Regions from separate parts of the Zea mays genome. Here regions 1, 2 and 4 are each linked to region 3. A link is a contact called in public Hi-C data. All regions are on one chromosome and are shown on one strand. Each heading gives the region's core, a stretch centred on a gene start, on an enhancer-like site or on the middle of the called end of the contact. The rest is flanking DNA. Distances are from core to core; before and after follow the strand shown. Region 1 holds the start of LOC100304310 (DNA replication licensing factor MCM5). Region 2 holds the start of LOC103654171 (60S ribosomal protein L39-like). Region 3 holds the start of LOC100384116. Region 4 holds the start of LOC103654165 (putative clathrin assembly protein At5g35200).

Evidence for each region. Hi-C and Micro-C count contacts between places; a contact is called where the count stands out from the background.
Region 1: a Hi-C map of ear shows a contact between it and region 3, with 2.9 times the contacts expected there. The contact joins the promoter of LOC100304310 here to the promoter of LOC100384116 in region 3. A contact is called at or near these places in 5 of 25 Hi-C or Micro-C datasets (bundle sheath, ear, endosperm and 2 more).
Region 2: a Hi-C map of ear shows a contact between it and region 3, with 2.2 times the contacts expected there. The contact joins the promoter of LOC103654171 here to the promoter of LOC100384116 in region 3. A contact is called at or near these places in 3 of 25 Hi-C or Micro-C datasets (bundle sheath, ear and tassel).
Region 4: a Hi-C map of ear shows a contact between it and region 3, with 1.8 times the contacts expected there. The contact joins the promoter of LOC103654165 here to the promoter of LOC100384116 in region 3. A contact is called at or near these places in 3 of 25 Hi-C or Micro-C datasets (ear and leaf).

What each region holds. Positions count from the first base shown.
Region 1 is chr4:178,777,445-178,782,854 of Zm-B73-REFERENCE-NAM-5.0, reverse strand. It overlaps LOC100304310 (DNA replication licensing factor MCM5), which reads right to left and starts at 1,447. Exons shown (of 19, transcript NM_001318397.1): 1 at 1,199-1,447; 2 at 1,006-1,120; 3 at 782-925; 4 at 507-686; 5 at 153-251; 6 at 1-41. The coding sequence starts at 1,365.
Region 2 is chr4:178,870,454-178,875,960 of Zm-B73-REFERENCE-NAM-5.0, reverse strand. It overlaps LOC103654171 (60S ribosomal protein L39-like), which reads left to right and starts at 3,132. Exons shown (of 3, transcript NM_001377485.1): 1 at 3,132-3,192; 2 at 3,286-3,389; 3 at 3,478-3,744. The coding sequence starts at 3,190. The coding sequence ends at 3,526.
Region 3 is chr4:178,639,585-178,644,845 of Zm-B73-REFERENCE-NAM-5.0, reverse strand. LOC100384116 reads left to right here and starts at 3,485. Exons shown (of 4, transcript NM_001323077.1): 1 at 3,485-3,912. The coding sequence starts at 3,832.
Region 4 is chr4:178,383,306-178,388,374 of Zm-B73-REFERENCE-NAM-5.0, reverse strand. LOC103654165 (putative clathrin assembly protein At5g35200) reads left to right here and starts at 1,963. Exons shown (of 17, transcript XM_020552730.3): 1 at 1,963-2,818; 2 at 2,960-3,287; 3 at 3,684-3,809; 4 at 3,928-3,997; 5 at 4,075-4,172; 6 at 4,686-4,827; 7 at 4,910-5,010. The coding sequence starts at 3,717. LOC103654166 reads left to right here. Exons shown (of 16, transcript XM_008680989.3): 14 at 103-171; 15 at 257-355; 16 at 437-1,003. The coding sequence ends at 676.

The sequences.
Region 1 (5,410 bases), core at 198-2,697, 140 kb before region 3:
GAAAGCAGCATATTCCTTGGAAGCTCACCTGTTGGAACATCCTGGCCAAAAAGAGATCATTCTGTCATATTTACAACAAGACACGAGCAAAGCCCTGAAATGTATGATTGCTTTGAGTCGGCAACTTGCATCAAGGATAAATAGCAACTAACCTCAGGATTTTCTTGCAATTTGAGGGTCTGGAGATCCACATACTTGCTCTTATCCGGGACAGCAATCCAAGGATCCAGGGGGCATGGCTCTTCTCCAGGCTAATGATAAACAATCATACACATAACTATTGGAAACCATTTAACGATAAGGAACAACAAGTCTGTTCAAATGTTCTTTACTGTTGTATGCAAGATTATTTTGGAGTAGACTGCTGATGTAAAAACAATCTTTACAGTCTTTGTATTGAACATAATAGCTTGGGTTTCAGGTCAGGTGAATGAATAATTAAAATTGTTCTTTTGGGTGGGTTCGAGTATGTTGCTGACAGTTGAGCAGATTGCTGAGGAATATACCTGAGGAACATGGTCACACGAACGTGGAACGATAGCCCCGCCGAGGCCTGGCCTGCAAGGCACTGTCCTCACACTCCGGCAATTCTTGCATATAAGAGTTACATGAGTGGCTTTGGCTTTTACTCTCGATGCAGCAATTGTGATTCCCGCAATCTTAACCAGCTTCGACATGTAATCCGCCTGAAATTTCAAACAGCGACACCGAAATGAATTCTCTAAAATACACTCAAACACCGAAATCCCTTTTTAGAATTTCTTCGCTACTGAATACTGACCCCGACAGATCTCATGGACAGGCAGTTCTCCTTGGAGGAGAGAAAGATCTGGACATCTCCTGGGACTGGCTCCTCCATCTCCCCGGTCTCGCCGGCGACTTTCGAACGGAGGCTTGCGAGAACCTCGGACGCAGCCGTCTCGAACTACATAGGCCCATGTACGAGAGTCAAGTACGAAATCCACAGCACAGACGGATAACGAAAACTCTGAGAAACCAACGCACCAAAGGAAGATAATCGGCAGGCGACTTGCGGATCTTGTCAGAGAGCTCGGCATCGAAGGCGTCGAGGTCCTCAGTGGCGACGGTGACATGGTCGCGGTTGTGTACTAGGCTCTCGCTGAACCAATTGAACACAGGGATCAGCTCTGTTTCGCGGTGGACGCGTCATATCTAAGCAGAGTGATGGGAGTCGTACCGGTAAGGGAAGTCGCCGGTGGGGCCGGTGAAACCGCGGAGGAACTCCTTGAACTTGCGAAGGGCGGAGTGGCGGGTGAGGTCGGCGGCTGGGTCGCCGCCGGGGCCGCCGCGGGGGAACTGCGCCTGGTCGCTGTAGAACACGGCGCCCTCGTCCCAGCCCGACATCGCTGCGGTGGAGGCGAGGGAGGGATGCGGGTGGGTCGGCGTGGGCGTGGGCGTGGGCGTGGGCGTGGACTGGGATGACGGCGATGGGTCAAGTGTGGTGGGAAGGGCGTAATAGAGGTCAGAGGAGGGATTTGGCGGGAAAACGGCGGAACCTTTGGCGGGAGGAGGGGAGCTGGTCGTTGCTGCCGGGAGCTAGGGTTGAGCCTGAGCGGTTGGCGGAGTAAGGGGGGTCTTCGAAAATAGGCCTGTTATTCATGGGCTGGGGTGGGCTGGGGTGGACAGGCTGGCTTCGAGATTGTGGGGGGGCTTCTATATAAGCTTGAACCTTTATTACCTGCTAATAAGTCGCTAACAAAATGCAGGCTTCGTTAAAAAAATAGGAATAGTGTAGCAAACATATGCACTTGCGGTGAAAACGATAATAAATTCAATCTATATAACATATACTATCAAACATATGCACTTGTCATCGACTCCGATCGCCATGTACTCATGTCGTTCATCTATGGCATTGCAAACAGAGCGTAATGCACAAGCTGGTCTATAGCAGGCCCAAGACCATCATCAAACTGACGGTGATCGCCAGCTACCACGCATTTGACAAAGAGACGGCCGAAGCTATCTTCAGCGACCAGGCAAAGGAACGCCTCGACCACAAGGTCGAGCCACGCATCCCCCACAACCACGGGAAGAACACAGCAACAATATATGGCGACTTCCCCCAACCACACGAAATAGTAGTCGCCATTGCTGACTGATCGACTTAAGTTACCGTTCGAAGAGATTGATTCAGAAGGCAAGGGAAAAGTGACGGACCAGAAAGAGATCCTCCTCGACGGCTAGGAAGCATAGACTGTCGACTCCAGGTTCGGCAATACTAAGAAGGACATCAAGAAAAAGAAGCGCATAAAGTTTATAGTGTACTACGACAGTGATGTTTCTTCATCTTCACCAAAGGAGGTGGACGACGACTCTTCTTTCAAGAAAAAAGACGGTTAAACAAAACTACTCTTTTGATTATTCCCGCATTACGTACAACTCAAATGATCATTTATTATCTATTCATCATGGTAAGCCACCTCACTTTGATGGAAAAGATTATTCTTTTTTGGAATTATAAATGTGTGTTACATATTTTCTCTTCATCTGAGCATTTGAAAAGTAGTAGAAAACGGAATGCATGCATTTTGATAGTAGTGATAATGCTATTTATATTCATGAGCAAATTCATAAAAATGCTCAGGCCACTACTGTGCTTTTAGCATCTTTATATAGGGAAGAATATAACAAAGTTAATGCCTTGGACAATGCCAAGGAGATATGGGACACCCTCAAAATCTCTCAAGAGGGAAACGACGCCACAGTGATCACTAAGGAGTTGGTTGAAGGTGAGATGGGGAGGTTTGCCACGAAGAGGGGTGTGGAGCCAACTGACATGTACGACAGGCTTAAGACCCTGGTGAACAAGATCCGAAGCCTCAGGAGTACAAGATGGACGGGCCATGACGTCGTGCGCTTCATGGTAAGATCATTTGTTGTTATTGATCCTCATCTTGTAAATCTTATTCGTGAAAACCTTAGGTTTACCAAAATATCGCCCGAATAAATTTTTGGTAAGTTTGTGAGCGAGCGCATGATGGTAAAGGAAGCAAAGTACATCGACGACATCGCCAACAGACCTCTTACTCACTACGAGCCTTAACCTGTTGCACTTAAAGCAATGGCCAACTAAGAGGCGCTTCCCGACGAGATGGCGCTCCTAATCAAGCGCTTCAAGACCACCTTGAAGGGATGCAAGGACAACCCTAACAAGAACAAATAAAGGAAAAGCGTTCATGCTTCAAGCGTGGTAAGTTCGCTCATTTTATTGCTCAATGTCCCAATAATGAGAATTACCAGGACCAAGACAAGAAAGGGAAGAATGGGAAGAAGTTCTATAGAAAGAAGGGGGAGGCACACATTGGCAAGAAATGGGACTCAGATTGCTCTTCATCCGACTCCGATGACGAAGGACTTGCTGCCTCTGCCTTCAATAAGTCTTCTATCTACCCCAACGAGCGACACACATGCTGTCACACCCGGATTTTAGGGGTCCAAAACCCGGGTGCGAACATAAACACCAGGTGTGCTGGGACCAAGCCTCACACATATGATGCATAGTGGCACAGGATCGAATGTCACATCTTTACTATATAACAGGAGTTCTGTACAAAAATAATTAAATAATTACATCATATGAGGAAACGATCCAGCAACCCAAAGTTGACTGGGAGACGACGACCTAGACCTCTCACGAACACATCGCAGCATCCTCCACGCGCCTCATCCTGTGGTACCTGTTCTTGACCTGTGGGGGGTGTGAGACAGCAAGAGTGAGCTCACATACGTTCATCGCTCAGCAAGTTGTGGGGAATAATGTGCATGAACTCGCCAAAGGTGGGAGCTCACGTGAAGTGTAAGGCTTACCAAAAAGGATGGTTAGAGCTGAGCATTGCTTTTAAAGTTGGTCAAAATTTTATTAGCAGTTACTAAGTATAAGTAAATACCAACCCAATTAAGAAGTAAAAGTAACAACCTCACCTGCGATGCAATGCATATGACAAATTGAATTTAAGTTCCATAGATTAATCATGTGAGGGTCCGAGCTGCTCATGACCGTGAGCACGGCTAGTATACCAGTTTTACACTCTGCAGAGGTTGCGCATCTTTACCCACAAGTCATGTTACCCATCTGCCAAGGGATCGCGACTTCCCATACACCTCTACCGAGGAGGCGAGGCAGGGTAACACTACGAGGCCTTTACAAAGTTCCACTAGCTTCAGAAAACCCGCTACAGTTTATAGGAAGCTCCAATGCAGGAATCCCTTGCAGGACCGCCATCGCAGCAAAATCCTCCCGAGGGCCTCCCTACACTGACCACTCCCCTACTGCCCTTGCCCCTTTCGGGTAAGGTAGTCTTCCACTAGCTTTCCTAATTAATCAGCCAAGGGCGTCCCATTAAACCCTTGTGGTAGCACTGTTTTCCCGGGTGGTCGCTCCATGTTCCAATTAACATAATGATCTTATCATGAACGATAAATAACAACGGATAACAAAAGTATAATCATGAGTAATGTATCTTCATACCCAACACCACATAAAGCACTAGCAAGTACTACCCAAAAAGTTTAGTGGTAACAAGGTATAAAGATAATCAAACTAGGGTAACCTATTGGGTCCCATCAAAATTAACCTATGCAGATCATTATGATTAATTAGAACATGAGTGGATAAAAGAAGTGATCAAGGGCACAACTTGCCTGGCACTTGAGATTCCAGTTACCAGGGTGATTCTTCAGATCCTCGAAAGCTCGCGCTAGTCATAGCAATACAAACATACATGGTATAGACAAAATTAACATCACACCAAACATAAGGACATCCTGCATAATAATGATCTACGCGTTGCTACGAGATCGTGGGATCGAGAATTACTAAGATTGGAGTTACGATTAAGGAGTTATGATTTTATAGAAGATCTATGTGATTAAAATATTAAACTATATTATAAATTGGTTAATTATAAATCATATAATAGGTTATTCTATAAATAATTATCTCCACTTTTAATCTAAGTTATAAATTGTCCATAGATCTTATTCTAGTAGATTATAATGATAAGTAGTTTAACCAGACTAACCAACATAAATTAACTAAATATCTAATTAAAAAGAATGAGACATGATATAATAAATATTGTTATTGCATAGTAAATATTCGTACGAGACTAACGTAACTTGAACGGATCAAATCGTAATCATAGATTTTAAGTTATGAATTTCTAAAGGTTTTATGTATTTGATACAAGATTAATTGAGAGATACATTTTAATATGGTTTTCATGTCAAAACAGAGACACTAGATGATAACACATAATATTACAAAATTATAGAAACTGAAATGGACTAAAAATGAGTTAGTATGAATCTTCTATGAATTATACAAGTTCCTTGATTTATTTTTATATTAAAAACCATTTTTCTAAATAAATTCTAAATTTCCCAT
Region 2 (5,507 bases), core at 1,883-4,382, 230 kb before region 3:
GGATCATGGCAGACAGCACGTAGAACGCCCATGTGGCCGTGATCGGGTGATCGATCGCGACCTGTTATCTCATGTGTAGTGTATCTGGGCACTGGCCGGGCAGCATGCATGATGCATGCAGCTTAATTAGAACGCGCGCGAACGAGATGTCAATCATGGGGATCACTCCTGCGAAATGCTCAGCGGACGACGAAGCCGCTAGCGCTGCTGCCACGTACGCATGTGTGGCATGCATGTCGGTACGTATTCGCCGAATCCCGGTCGGTTCATCAACGGAGGAGCTCCATCCCGCCTGGTGGTGGTGGTGGTCGTCGTCGGCATCGTCCAGCGGCTCTGTGGTGTCCGAACGGCTGGACTTCCGGCGGCGACGACGACCGGCGAGAGCGCGCGCGCGGGACAGCGTCCGGAACCCCCATGTGGCGGCCACGGGATAATAAGCTGCATGTCCGTGACGGCGACGTTCGTGTGTAGGATGCCGACCATGTCCCGTAGGATCCTGGCACCCTGCATCATCAGGTGCAGCTTTCTCTGTGCCTGCCTGATGCATGCATCTAGCTCATCCGGCCGGGGGTCTTCAGTCTCCAGTCTCCACGACGCGGTTTGCTTGCTCTCTTTGGGGGCTGGATTGGGTCGGAGAGAGAGAGATGTCTGGGGCTGTGCTTGAGAGGGACGTTTCTGTTTCCTTCTTGTTGTTTAGTGTCGAGCCGTGCGTGACCGGCTTTGGTTGTTGCGTAGCCGTATGCTGGCGAGACAGAGAGATCTGGACTTGGACGGCCCCGGGAATTGCGGCTACGACTTGGAGCCTTTGTAGCACGGAGGATCTATGCCATGACGGTTGTTATTTAACTGCCAAATTGGCAGAAAGGGCTGGCGCCAACAAACCGATCGATGGGAATGGAATCGTGCACCAAAAGTTAATTAAAATCCTGATCTTAGCTTGACGACCCAATGGTAGGATGCCTGGTGAGTGGTGAATATCTGTCTCCTACTACCACAGCTACGTAGTACTCTCACAGTTCTAAGCTATTTTGTCCATATGTACCTTTTGTGAAGTGCATTGCAAACGAAATCCAGTACATATAGGAATCAGATTTTATATCGTTGCATCTCTTGAAAGCTCTACAGACTTTTATTTATATCGGATTGCACCTGTCGACAGAAATCACTGTAATAGTTAGTGGCACAAGAAAAAGAATTTCTGCCACTTACAATAAGCATCTCTCTCTTTAATTTATCTAGAGATTAAATGGTACGAGTTATTTTAACATTGTCAATCTTTAATGGTTCACCGATTGTTTTATCGCACTTGACAAAACTAAAAGTAAATCTAACTTATTCTTGCTAATTCTTTTGAATCGATAATCATGTTGGAGGTTTTGACCTTAGCTGGCTGAACAAGTTCAGTGGCATATGTATCATTAGACTCATCATCTGAGGTACTTTAATCGCATCCTACCATGTGCTTGTTATGAAGAGATGTTTTAGATGGTTCTTTACTACGAAATTCACAAGTCTTTTTTTTCTCGAACGCACAGGAGAACTGCGCTCCATTATATATTAAGCATAGAAATAGAAAAACAAAACAAAACAAAAGGTTTACAGTCCTCCTTACGGAGGCCAGAAACAGGCATACAAATATAGATCCATAAGGGGATCAAAAAATCAAACTACTCAAATCTTCCTAAGGCTCTACCAAGGGTTCAGCCAGATGTGTGAGGCCTTTTGCACTGGCCACTTCACATCTTCTTCTTTCCTCATGTAAGATCATGTAAGATGCACTTGAATTAGCGAGAAGAACTAGTCGTCGTCTAATTTTCCTTTTAAGTACGAGCACAATCCATTAAAAGCCTGCCCTATTGTTTATCTGTAACATGGATCTGAAAATATCGGTTTCTAATATCTCGAAATCTCTAAACATAATCACTAACTGGTTCATCTCTTTCATGCCAAAGTGATGCTAAGTCAACTAATTCTAACTCATATTCCTAGAGAGAGAAAATGCTCATATATATTATGTTCTAAATCACCCCAAGAGCTAATATAGTTGGGAGGCAAGACAATATGCCATGCAAAAGCGTTACTACTAAGGGGCAAAGAAAATATGCGAAAACAGAAAGCTTCTCTATGGTCCAATTCTTCTAGTTATGCTAGAAATTGGCATGTGCGATTGTGTGTGATTTTACCCACACTCACTAGAAAACTTTTGGAAATCCAATATTCTAGTCTCTTACGGGTATGGGATGGTGTCAAATCGGTGGTCATATGGCTTCCGATATGACTTTCATATTCCGGTCACAACAGACATTCCAGCATGAGGTGTGGGACGGTGAAGATTAAAAATGACATAGAGCCGAAGCAAGATAAAGATTAAGATTAGAAACTACAACTATAGTTAAACTATGGCTACAACAACTTCTAGATCTAATGCATAAGAAAAAAAAAGTAAAAAACTACTTTATAGATCGATTGTTGGTTGATTTAATCGATCGTACCCCTTTGTATATGTAGGGAGTCTGGACCCGTTCCTAAAAAAAACCCAACAGTTCCTCGTGAGTTATTAGAATAATCCCGTGAAGAATAAGGACTTCAGCCCGACCTAATCTAATCCTATACTATCCAGGTTGACACACGGACTGAGGAGCGAATTGTTTGAGCCATAAGGCCAGATCGTCGTACTTGTTGGCTGGTAGATTCGGTGCTCAATAGAAAATCACCATATACGCGCCGAGGGACGGAGCCAGAAAAAACTTTAGGAGGGACTGGACTAAATTGCTGTAGTATAAAAACTTATTTTACACTATATTGTATATATTTTAGATTATAGGAGGCTATAGTGAGGCTCCATGGGATCCGAAGCGGTAGGGGGGGCTCGAGCCCCGCCCGCCCCACCGCTGGATCCGTCCCTGTCGCGCCTGTTATCATAAGAATATCTTCTACTATCCAAAGCACAAGATATGTTTGCCCTTACATCAAACTAATGGGCTCTATGCAATACAAGGCCTATTACGTTGCCCAGGAACAGGCCAGCTTCGGCCCACGGGGGTCCAGCCCATGAGGCAAGCATGCCCAACCCAAACACCGCGCCTCTCGCTTCCACTATATAATCCTCACTATCCGCCATTTCATGCCTTCAGGCTTCTAGGGTTTTCGCGCCGCCGCCGCCGCCGCTTCGTCGTCTCCGCCGCAGCGATGGTAACTGCCGCCTTTTCCATGGTGTTGCACTGTGCCGCCTTGGTCCCATTGTTTCTCTGACATGGTTGCCGGTCTGCTCCTCTGTTCGCGCAGCCGTCGCACAAGACCTTCCGGATCAAGAAGAAGCTGGCGAAGAAGATGCGCCAGAACCGCCCCATCCCCTACTGGATCCGCATGCGCACGGACAACACCATCAGGTGACGGCCTCGACCTCACTAAACTCCCGCTCGTGTGATCTGGATCCGGCTGTTGCTGACCCAGCGGCTGCGTACTGTGCTGTTTCAGGTACAACGCCAAGCGCAGGCACTGGCGCCGCACCAAGCTCGGCTTCTGAGCGCGCGGATCGGCCGGCTCCTGCGTCGGAATTCTAGGGTCTCTACCTTTCCTTTGGTTTTATCGATGTCTCTTGTGTTTCTGTAAGCTAGCAAACAGTTCCAGAAAGCTTTTGTTAAGATTTTGATGACGCTAAGAGGATTGATGCTACTATGCTGTACTCAGGATTCCATGCTGCATTGCGATGCTAAATTAAAGAACCTCTGTTACCTTACTTTATGTGTAGTGTTGCAGTGATTGAGTCCTAGATTTGATCACTGGGTCAGTTCCGATGCATGGATTGTGGTGTCTCTCTTTGACTACGCTGGAATGAAATGAATACATAAGCCATTCATATACCTTCATAGAATAAATTGTCAGCGCAGGTGCCCCATGTAAGTTTTTGTCTGCAGTGGTGCATGCATTGTTGGTTTTAACATTGTTTGACTTGTAGATGGTTAACGAGCTCTGTGTATATGAATAGTGAATGCCTGTGTTTGGTAATGAGCTCATTGCTTGACTCAGTCATATGTTGTAGTAGATCTGTGTGGTTCTTGGAAGGATAAACCTAGTGGTTATGTACATGATGGTAAGTTGGTAACCTATTGGTATTTAGATGATCCTCTTCTATGGTTGAGAGGACGTTGAAATCTTCCAACATCTGGCATCAGTGCCCGGAAACAGGGAAGAGAAGAATTTCAGGTTCAGGGGCATCGTGGCTGACGGACGCAAAAAATGGGGCAGGCAATGAACTGTTGTCTCATTAGTCTGTGCCGTTGCGTGTGTTGCTCAGGGGTCAGGGCCACTACATCTCAGGATGTAGGATAGGATTACCTGTTATTTCTATTATCAATGATCGATCACTATATTGTTTTAGAAACCTTTTCCGCGTTGCCAGTTGCGATGATGAGATGATCATTTTTACTAATCTGTATGGTCGGTGTATGATGTCAGGCTTCTTGGTTGCACTCGCTTTTACTCTGTATATGTCATCTGTGGGGGCTGTTAACTTCTCATTAAGCATGCAATCTATAGAGACAAACACAAAAGAAATAGAACAGTAGATACGGATTAAAGCCAAGCTAACATGCCCGTCTTTTTTATTAGCTTAGCTACATGATTTTGTCGAAACCTTGTGTTATACTGTCAGGTTTTGAATTGCGTTTTACAGAGTAATTGTCGTGCGCTGTTCTCGTGGTGTTGATCTGGTGCTGGCGCTATTTTGTTCATTCTTGTCTTTTTTTTCTTTGCTTGTGAAATTCAAGGATGTTAAACGTTGCAACTAACTTATTGTTTTTGCTTTTTTTTGGTTTGTATAGTTTCGGACGTGTTTACTGGCATTTCCAGTGAACGCTGAGGATGCCCCAACGCCTCTATTTACAAATTTAATTGCGATTCGTCGGGCTGGTCGCCTGTAAGTGTCCGACCAGGGGGACGACGTCATTTATTTTTCTGGTCGTCCTAATCATTGATTAGGCGTCCAAATTGTCTGATTAGTCGTTCGATTAGCCATCTCTGGTCGACCAGTGTGCAGCGGGCTAGATGTGCTATTGGGCTTCACCGTTTTTTGGTCAAGTAGCTGCATAAATCTGTATAAATCTGTTTGCGCCCCTAAACTCTAAAGCCTCCCCTGTGCCTGCGCCCCTCTCGTCTCTCCTAAACTTTCTGTCCTCTGTGGCTCTGTCGGCGTCGGCTGCTCCAGCCTCCAGGGCTCTCCATCGTCCACCAGCGTCGGCATGCAGCTCATGCTTGAAGGTCATCCCTGCCCCCTGCTCATCTACAAGGCACAAGATGAGATGACACACAAGATGAGCTCGTCATCCGAAGGTCATCCCTGCTCCCCTCCTTCCCCCTTGTTTGCAGTTTTGCATTCTGTGCAACAATACCCATTTGTTTGCAGTCTGCCCTGGCCCTGCTCATCTAGTGTTCTATACTTTTATATTCTATTGCCTTCAATAGTTCTTAGCTTCATAGCAGCGACCAGTTTATCACAGCAGTCCAGC
Region 3 (5,261 bases), core at 2,236-4,735:
GCCAAACAAGCTCAGGGACATGTGACTTTTTTTGGTTCTTGGGGCTTGGGTGGCCGGTTATATTTATGCCGGTCTTCCGCACTAGGCGGATCATAGGTGACTTCTGGTGCTCCGGACGGTCTGACCTGCACAGTCGGATGGTCTGCGGGTGGACCGGACGGCCCGGTACTATCCTCGGACTGTCTGGTCACGTCAGGCAACACCTGTGACCCTTGTGGTGGGCTCTGTGTAACTCCGGACTGTCCGGGGTAGGGTGCCGGACGGTCTGACGGAGTCCCGGACGGTCCGCGATTGTGTGCGGACGGTCCGGCCGTGTTCAGAGTTGACTCACCATTTAGCGAACATGGTGGTGACGGTCGTCGTGGATATGAGTCCATCGGCATACCAGAATATGGCTGGGGAAACCCATTTGTTGCCGATGTATTTGGCGCAATTGTTTTGGCGCCTAATTTATGTGATAAAAAATTAGGCATGTGAGTTTTTCCTAATGCATGCGCCATCCTTTCTATACCCTCTGTGATACTTTTAATCTGATTATCAAAAGAAATTTTAATAGATGGAATATCATCGACTGACCTGGCATCACCTATCGTGGGGAGCTGTTGCAGCACGGATGACATGTAATCGACGTCTATTTCCCTCTCCTTTACGACCTTCCGGTGGCGATCTACCTTGAAGTGCGAGAGATACCACTTTTTTCGCCACCTTGAGCATCTGATCCTGTTGTCGTTGGATCTCCTCATCCATCTTCTTCATGTCATCCTTTAAGTTTTCATGCTCTGCGGCCGATAAATTAGTCAGCCTTTTATCGCTATTTGGAGAAGCACTGTTGAGATCTTTAGAATCGGCCATGTAAGCCTGATTTTGTAGATCTGCAACCTCGTCCCCAGCGAAGTCGCCAAAAAGTATGTTGACACTTTTTTAGGGGCGCCAATCACTCAACAAGAACCAGCGGCGGTGATCTCTGGTCAGGCGCGGACGGTCCGCGACACAGGGCCAGACGGTCCGCGACCTGGCGCGAGGCTAGGGTTCCCTGCCTGACGGCCGGACAGTCTGCGCCCTAGGGCCGGACGGTCCGCGACCTGGCGACAATGTCGTCTTCCTCCTTCTTGCTGGAATCTAGATCTCGTCCCCTTGGGGGAAAAGATCTTAAGGTGCTCTGGGTCGACAGGTCACTCGGGGCGTCTCCAGACGACGTAGAGTCACCTAGGAATTAAGAGATCATTTCGAGGAAGAGGTTTTGGATGGACAACTAGATCTTGCCCCCCGGGAGGGGTGAGATCTTAGGGTCGTCTTGGGATCGGCAGGCCACCCAAGACGGATCTAGAGGACGTAGAGTCGAATAGGGGTGGAGGTGGATATGTAGAAGACTACCACTAGAACTATGCTACATCTACTCCTAGGGCAGGAAAAGTAAATAAGGTAATTGGTTCGATTGGAATGTGTTCGGGGGTCCTCAATCAGCCGTACCCCTTTATATTTATAGGGGACGAGGTCTGGACCTTTTCCTAAGAGATAGCCAACAAACTCCCACGTGATTAGATAGATAACCACGCACGAGATAAAGATAATCATCCGAGTTAATCTAATCTCGGGACACGCGGACCGTCCGGGCCCCAGGGCCGGACCGTCCGCTCATTTTGGTGTCCAACAATTTCCATATCCCTACATACACTCCGTCATATGGTTTGCTCTTCGGAAGCACGCATGTCACTAGCTACAATGAAAAAGGAGCATTATGTAAAGCGTCTGCCATTAGCTTTTGAGGCAGCACGATGCATGTCATGTACACCCATGCATCCACTTGCGAAAGGCCAAAAGGGGGGCTAGACCGCTAGAGCCAGAGGGCAAGCTACGTAGTAGCCACACCATATATGTCGGTATTTTTTTTAATTACACGCTAACCTCTAAAAGAACGTACATACACAAATTCTGTATAAGAAAAACGGATTTCTCCACGGGCATACCGAACGTTATTTTTAAAATATATATATATAAGACATTTGTCCCCATGCAACTAACTGCGATGATCTATCTGTTTCTGTTCCTTGTTCCCGGTTCAGAGCACCGGAACAATTCGGTAAGGTTGCTACGGCCCTTTAATAAAAAGATTACCTGCCTGCAAACAGTCCTGTACCCCTTGTGCAGCCAAAACAGCATCTTTATTACCTGCTAAACAGTCGAAAGAAAGGTAAGCATATTTAATCTGATCGACCGATCTATCATTCCAAGCTTGCATTGCGGCCAGGAGCACCCAAGCCCTTCCATCATTTGGTATGGTGTGCTATAAATGTTATGATTTGCTTTCTGAAAGGACACGTGGTGTTATGATCGTTCCATTCGGCTCCTTTGTCCATGGGGCTGGTTGATGATACCTGCTACGCTCTACTCTTGTACTTCACGCTAAACACAAACCATCTGAAAGTTGCCCCTCTCTCTCTCCTCCTCCTCTATCGTCTCTCTCTCTCTCTCTACCGACTACCGAGCACCAGATTATGCGTGCTTGTAGTAATGCCCAAACAGCCAGTTTGTCTGCTGTCTGACGATGGGTTTCTTTGAAGGAAATAAATAAAGACGGTGACGAGGCCACTGACAACACCGACAGACAGCGACGGAAGCTAGCCTAGCCGAATGGACCGGACAACCAACGCCTTACCGCCCTCAAGAGCCACGAGTGGACTGACCATTCCATGCCCAGATTTCAATCACGAAAATGCAGTCATGTCCCGTTTCTTGTCTGTTTTTTTTTCTAAAAAAAAAGCCTTCGCACCCATTCCAACCACCCTGAATCTGGGCCTTATTTGGCCCGCAACGAAGGGTAGAAGCTGGGCTGGCCTAAACGGTCCAGTGATAACTAGTAAGACGGCCTCCAGCAGGTCCTCTAACAAGCCCAAGAGACCAAAAATTTACGACGTACTAGCAGCTAGTATACATTTTAGCATGAAAAACTGGATCGGGTTTGGTCGTTTGAGGTTAACTGAGGGACCCTTTTTCCCAACGTTTAGATCGCCATGCATGGAAGCAGTAGAAGACGGATCATGCGACTGTGAGTGCGTGTGTCGGTTGGCGTGTCGTGTCAAGCTGAGGAGCCGATGAACGAAGCACGTGGTCCGCCGGAAGCGGCCCTGCTTCGTCGCACGCATGTCCGCCTCCACATCCACAACCACACGCCTTTGAGCTCGACGATCAACCAGTGGCCAAGGACCCTAACATTTTGGATAACGTACGGCTCACCCACACATGCACTGGCACGCGCGATCCAACGAACAGCAACAGCCTAAACCCAATACTACTTGCTGAAAACTCTAGCTACTTGCACACGTACTTAGATGATTTAACACCGAGTAAAATAATAAGATATAGATTATAATTGTTTCTACCTATCTATAATGTCTTTAAACTCGTATTTTATGTTTAAGTTATATTTTCCACACTATAGAGGATAATACCCCCCCGTCTCCCTTGTGTTCTTTTCGTTCGTTCCCCTCGCCCTCCTCCCTCCCTCCCCGTCGATTCTTTCACAACACCACCAGGCACCAGCGGACCAGCAGCAAGCAATCGCGCTTAATCACTCGCCCCCGTTACAAATCCGAGATATTCCCAAATATCTTCTCTTGCCCTCCCCCACCGCCTCCGCCTCGGATTCCATCGCCGCCCTTTTCCTTCCTTCTCCCCTTGCCCGCCCGCCCGCCCGTCCAGGACTGTCCTTGGCGTTTCTTACGCAGCTCGTCCTTCGCGCTTCTTTGCCGGCCGTTAGAGAGAAAGAGAGAGAGTGAGACAGGATCACTCGGTAGTCGGGATCGCGCGGCGCCACCGTACCCCGCCCGGGACATGTGCGTGGAGGGGCTAGACGACGCAGCAGGGACGCTCGCCTTCGGAGACCACGAGAACGACAGGCGCGACGGTGCCGCGGTGCGTGATATGCCGTTGACTTTTTTTCCCTTGCTTGCTCGTTTGCCGGGGGTGAAATTTCGTGCCTTTGCTCTCGCCGGCGACCCTCCGTCCTGGAGTTCCGTCGTCGGCCGCTCAACCGCGAGGAGGGAGGTCGGTCGGTTGCGGAGACGGAACCGAATTTTCTCCTTGGTGGTGGTTGGTTGGTTGCTTCCGGCCGGGCCACCCTTTTCTTGTCCAAATGCAAATGCTTCCTCTCTGGTTATTATTTTTTTCCCTGGTAAAGCGTAGTATGTAGGACCAGGATAGGTTAGCTATCATTTATTGACGCGCCAGTAGAATTAAACAACTGCCCGTACAATTCGTTTTTCCCCCCTCGCCCACTAGTACAGTACTGTAGGTAGGAGTAGGTCAGTAGGTGTGAAAGAGAGGGGAGATGCTCTAGCACAAATCGTTCAACGTCAGAGTCAAATGTCAAAAAAAAAAATTAGTGAGCCATGTTGCTAAGGCCTTAGTGATGCTACCAGCACTAAGCCATGTTTCTAAGCATGTACGAGTAGACGGTGGCAAAGTTCAGTTGGTACTTTGCTTGTTCCTCAAAGAGGCCAAGAAGGAAAAAAAAGGGGGTCAAAGAACAAGGTCGAGCAACTCTTCTAGTGATCCATGTTCTGTATAGCACTTTTTATCTAGAGCTCTTAAGATATACATAACATAATGTCATCTGGTGGCCCGCGGTGCCCTTTAGACTATAATGGGGTAGCTTTGTTCCTTTACCTGCTAGGGACGTTGCAATAAACAGGAAGTGGATTACGGAGTGGCGCGCAAGAATGCATGTACACGTGTAGGCTTTACATGGCTCTGCTAATTAGCTCAGCTGAGACGAACAGCCGGGGTTGCTGATGTCCTATCATATTGCCACAGCTGTTTGCTCCTTTGCCAAGTTTATATACGAGATGTTATAACCTTTTTGGCTGGAAGGACAATTGGGTGTTTTCTTTATCATTTGCCCCTCTCTAGAAATTGTTACATGTAGCCTTAGCTTTCCTGTCCAATAATGATTTGCCTCCTGTCACTTAGCTTTACCAGATCGGACTTCTGATTCCACGTCGCGTGCTAGCAACAACCAGCTAGCTGTATCACTACTTAACTACTGCGTGCTATCTGTGGTGGCAACAAGTATGTCTAGGGAATTCCAGTTCTTGGCAGCAGGGTGGGAGTGCTGGAGTAGGATTTTTTATTCATTGCCTGCTTGGAACTAATAACCTGTTCGCTTTAAGGGTTTCTTCAATCGAATCTTATATAGTGCTTATATTTTGGTTTGAGTGGTTTATCTTTTTTCCGCCGGGTTCTAATCCTCCTTGGATAATGTG
Region 4 (5,069 bases), core at 714-3,213, 250 kb after region 3:
CAATTGAGCAATCACTACATTACTGCTAATGCAGAAACTGAACAATAACCATCTTATTGCTAATGCAGAAACTGAACAATAACCCTCTTATTGCTAATGCAGATGCTAGCTGTCCTCAGAAACGAAAGTAGGTCATTCCAATTACCAAGTATCTTCAACACTGAACAAGAGGTGTGATTGGATTTGTTGTGGCTTCTAACTGCCCTTTTAAATATGGCTTAAACGGTTCTGACATAGTCTCAATCACTCTTCCCAGAGATTCATGCAGCACTTTGATCTTCTTCTGAAAGCTCGAGTCCCTGAGCACATTTCCTTCTACAGTTTCAAGGAATCATCTTCCCGGGCAGGCATGTCGGTGAGTGTTCCCTGCTGAAACCCTTCTCATTTCTGTCATCTGCTTAGTTTTACTAAGCCTTGATCTCTCTTTTTGTCACAGGATTTGGTGAAGTACAACTTCTTCAAGGAAATTCAGAAGATAGTGCCCTCACTACGGGGCAGCTTTGCAAGTGAACCAGAAAAACTCGCTGAGGTCCGTCGGATAGAGCAGGTGGCTGAGCACAACAGGATAGCCCTAAATATTATCAGCCAAGTTGGAGCTGGCGATCCGTCTCTGAGGGTCTCGTTTGAGTTTACACACCACCCTCACTTCGCAGTGGCAGTTGTGAAGAGATCATGATTCAAGTTTGGCATCGCCAATTCTTTACCCTTCTCAATCTTGATAGTGATAGCGGATGATTCTTGTTCACGTGTTGCTCACGTGTTTATTGGTTCTCCAGAGCGCAAGCAACACCATGTGTTTTAGGCTGTACACAAACACCATTAGCAATTTTGTAGGCAAGATAAGAAAAAAAAAACATATGCTGGGGAAAAAAGTCCTTTCCCCTGGCATTATTTTGTAAGCAAATTTTTTTAGCTCACTTTGTTATGCGAAACATGATTATACAGATGTGTAATTTGAGTCGTAATTCGTTACTGGTATGACAAGGACGACAATTTTCTCTTGTTTGGCATTTTCTATTTTGCGGTGATAACTGACTAGTATTTTCCGTCCGTAATGTACTTGCTTTTGCACACAGAAGACAATACTCTTCTTGCCATGAGTTTTGACTTTGACGCCACCAAACTTTGGCATGCAGGTTGGATGGGACCGTGCAGCTGCAACTGGCTGCGTGCTCCATCACGCGACTGCCTTGCGTTGCGTTGAATGTATAACAAACGTATATATATACTAGTGGTACTTCTCAATTTATTACAAAAGTATCGTTTATGTTAATGAATTCGGTCATTTTTTTACTGTAACTTATCTAATCCTAACTAAGTTTATAGAAAAATACACCATATTTCGAATCTGTTTTTCATTCTCCATTTAACGCAGGCCAAGCTCTTGATATTATATCTAGCTACAATTTTGGATTTTTATTTTACACTTTTATCAAAACTTAGTTAAAATCTTATATCTTGAAAGCCATGGGATAGAAAACAAATTAGCCTTGAACAAACAAAACCTCGACATATAAAAAACTCGGAACGTCATATCGTCTACCATGTCCCGATTCACATCATCATCTTCGCATAGCTCACCTACCATCTGCATCTTATCATCCGGCGGTGCAGTTTACCTTCACTGCATGAAAGACCATGAAGCTTACCATCCGTGCATTTCTAAAGATATATATTTATTATAAATGAATTTATTTTTATTTCCTTTAAATTTAATTTACGTAAGTGGCTACAGATATAATAAAACCATATTTATCAAGACATCATCATCATCATCATTATTCATTGCAACGCACCAGTATGATTCTAGGAAACTCCTGTTCCGACGACGACGTACCGATTAATAATAAACAAATCTAATACAAGTATGTCAACTTGCAAATAAACGCCTTCTGGTATTCATGAAAAAGGGAGCGTGCCAATATGGCAAATATTGCAAGGCTTGCGTATGCAAAAAGAGCGTGAAATCGCAGGCTGATCGTCAACTTTATTAATTCTATACTAAATCATAGTAAGCATACCTATATGATCGGTATAGAAACCGTAGCATGCTCATCTAACTAGTCAACCATAAAGCTATGTTAACCGACCAAACTAGCCACCTCAAGCGCCATCTTGTTCGCTGCGGCTTGCTGCGGCTACAATCCGGCTGCGGCTGCGGCTTCTACAGTATTTTTCTCTCTATGGATTGCAGCTGCAGCAATCCAAACAGCTGCAACAGTGTCGGCTTGCAGCCAGCCGAACACGCCCATACTTGTTGTTGCAGTCGGGATCGTGCCTGCCTGCCTGCTCATTGGATCTGAGCGCAAGAACTCCAGATCGATCAAGTGATAGAAGCAGAAGGAAGCAAAGCAGACAACACAGAACACATCCATGATGAGAATGAAAAGCAATGGGAAGCCTACCTCCTACTCCTACGCCGCCGAGCTAAAAACAAGTCCAACTCGAAGGGGAGTCCGTTGGTCAGAGGCAGGGCTGGCCGACGCACGGGAACACGTGTGCTAATGTCACCCACCACGCGGCAGCGGCAGTGACCGCGTCCAGGTCCAGCTGCTCCTGCTTCGCCTTCCCTCCGCAAGCAAGGCGCCAGCCCCCGTTCCGTTTCACACGCCTCCTTCCTTCCTTCCTAGCCCTTCCGTCCTGTCCAGACTCCAGACTCCCTCCACACCAGTAGGGACTAGGGAGGACGCCGCCACTGCGACCTGCCGGCAGACGTCTGCCCCCTGCTTCCGGCATCCGGACTCCCCTGCGCCGCAGTTACGTTACGCCGGCGATCTCCTCGGCTCAACCCGGGGCCTTTCTCTCTGCGCCCCGCCAGGTCCGTTCGCTTCCTTCGTTCCATGGCGGCTCCGTTTCATTTCATCCGATCCTTTCGGAAGGGGAGTGGTCGATTTTACGGTGATCGCCCGCTGCTCTGTAACATTCGATCTTTTTTTTCCCCCTCTTCTTTTGCTTCCAGCTGGTCGTGCGCGGCGTTGCTGTCTTCCCCGATTCATTCCTTTGGCGTTCTGTTCTGTTGCTCATAATCTGGCCCGTTCTAGTTCTAGAAAAAGTTGGGCCTCGTTGCCTATAGGCTGGGGTTGGCCGTTCAATTTCTCACCGTGTCTGACAAGTCGCAAGTCGCATTCTTTGTGTGCGACTGCTACTGGTATTTGTGCGCGTTTTTTTGTTGTTGTCAAAATCTGGTCATCCAGAAAACTACCAGTGGTCACCTGAAGAAAATTAGACAGCTCGCACCAGCTCCAACACCGTTTGTTTCTTCGGTTGGTAATCCACCAACTGATCAGGTTTCGAACTGTGTTCCCTTTCGTTTTTTAGCATTTCTTCTGTTGGAGACCGTTTATCTGTTCCGAAGCGTACGTACGTTGGTGCCGATATTTCGGTGTCTCATTTTCTCTCTCTCGTGTTCAAAATTATTCAAAGCTGTGGTTGAAAGCTGTGGTTTTGGTGAGTTTGGCTTTGGTTTTATCAGACGAATCGCCCGCTTTCTCTTTCTCGGTCTCGAATTCTCGATGAAATTTCTGCCTTTTCCTTGTCCTTTTCTCTCTCGGTGTTAGATGTAATCAATTTCGTTTTCTACTTCTCCCATGTTTTTTTTTGGATTGAGGTGTTCCTTTTTTTTTGACGAGGCGGATTTGTAGTTACAGTATTCACTCTTGGTTCTTGTTTTGCATCTGAATCAGCCCAGCTGCTAGCAACCCAGCAGGTGAAGGAGAATGGCGGGAGGTGGCACGGGCATCAGGAAATACATGGGGGCTCTTAAGGACACCACAACAGTCAGCATAGCAAAAGTAAACAGCGATTACAAGGTACTGATGATCGCCAGCCTCAAATTCAAAGCTCTTTTTCAGGACCTCTCGTTGTTGCATGAGTCATGTATACGAAGTTACGAACTGTTCTTTCCTTGCTATTCTGTCCTTGTCACAGGAGCTGGACATTGCTATTGTGAAGGCCACAAACCATGTCGAGAATCCAACAAAGGAGAAATACGTGAGAGGTGAGATGGTCAATCATGGACTTCTGTCTTAGTGAATTTCCACCATGCCTCTCTGCTCACACATTCCTGGTCCGCAGATATCTTTTACCATCTTTCACCCGGAAGGCCTCGGGCAGATGTCGCCTACTGCATCCGCGCCCTTGGTAGACGTCTTTCAAAGACACGCAATTGGGCGGTAGGTCTACATCGATTTTCGCTGATGTTAATGTATGAGCAGTCCTGTTGATTGTTATGCCCCGCTTCAAATCTACTGGATGGGATTTACCTAAAGAAGAAAGAAGATAATCTGATGAAACATAGCTCCCCATTGTTATTTCCATTTGGACCGCAACATTTATCTTCCATTTCTTCAGGGGTTATCTCATTTTGTGCCATTTAACTGCCATGCATTGACGTTATGCAACTAGTTCTCCATGATGTCTTGTTTTTTCTTGTTGAGAACTCCATATCTGTCCCAGATAACGAAATTGTTTCTTCTAGCTATGGATCTGTTCTTGAGTAGTTGTTCTTGAAAAATATAATTGTTTTTTTGTCCATCCACACTGCTTAACCTTCATTTGAGGAAAAAAACTGTTAGCTTTTGGTTATTATGGGAATGAATATGTTAAGATTGTTTCAGTGTAATGCACAAAAGTAGAAGCGACATGATATTGATACTAAACTTCTGCATTTCCATTTTATCTGACAGGTTGCTATGAAGACATTAATTGTCATACACCGTGCTCTTCGGGAAGTTGATCCTGCTTTCCGTGAAGAGCTTATTAGTTATGGAAGATCTAGCTCCCATATGCTCTATCTGTCATACTTTAAGGACGATTCTAGCGCAGAAGGTGCCTAGTTGCTAACTTCAACCAGATGCTGCAACTATTATTCAAGCTAACAAGGACTTATTGTGATTTTGTTGTTATGCAGCTTGGGATTACTCTGCTTGGGTGCGCAATTATGCTTTATATTTGGAGGAGAAACTTGAATCATTCCGTGTACTGAACTATGATGTTGAAAAGGATCCGTTGGTATGCAGTCTAATTCAGTTTTATAACATTTGTGTTCTAAACTTGGTCGTGGTTTAGGT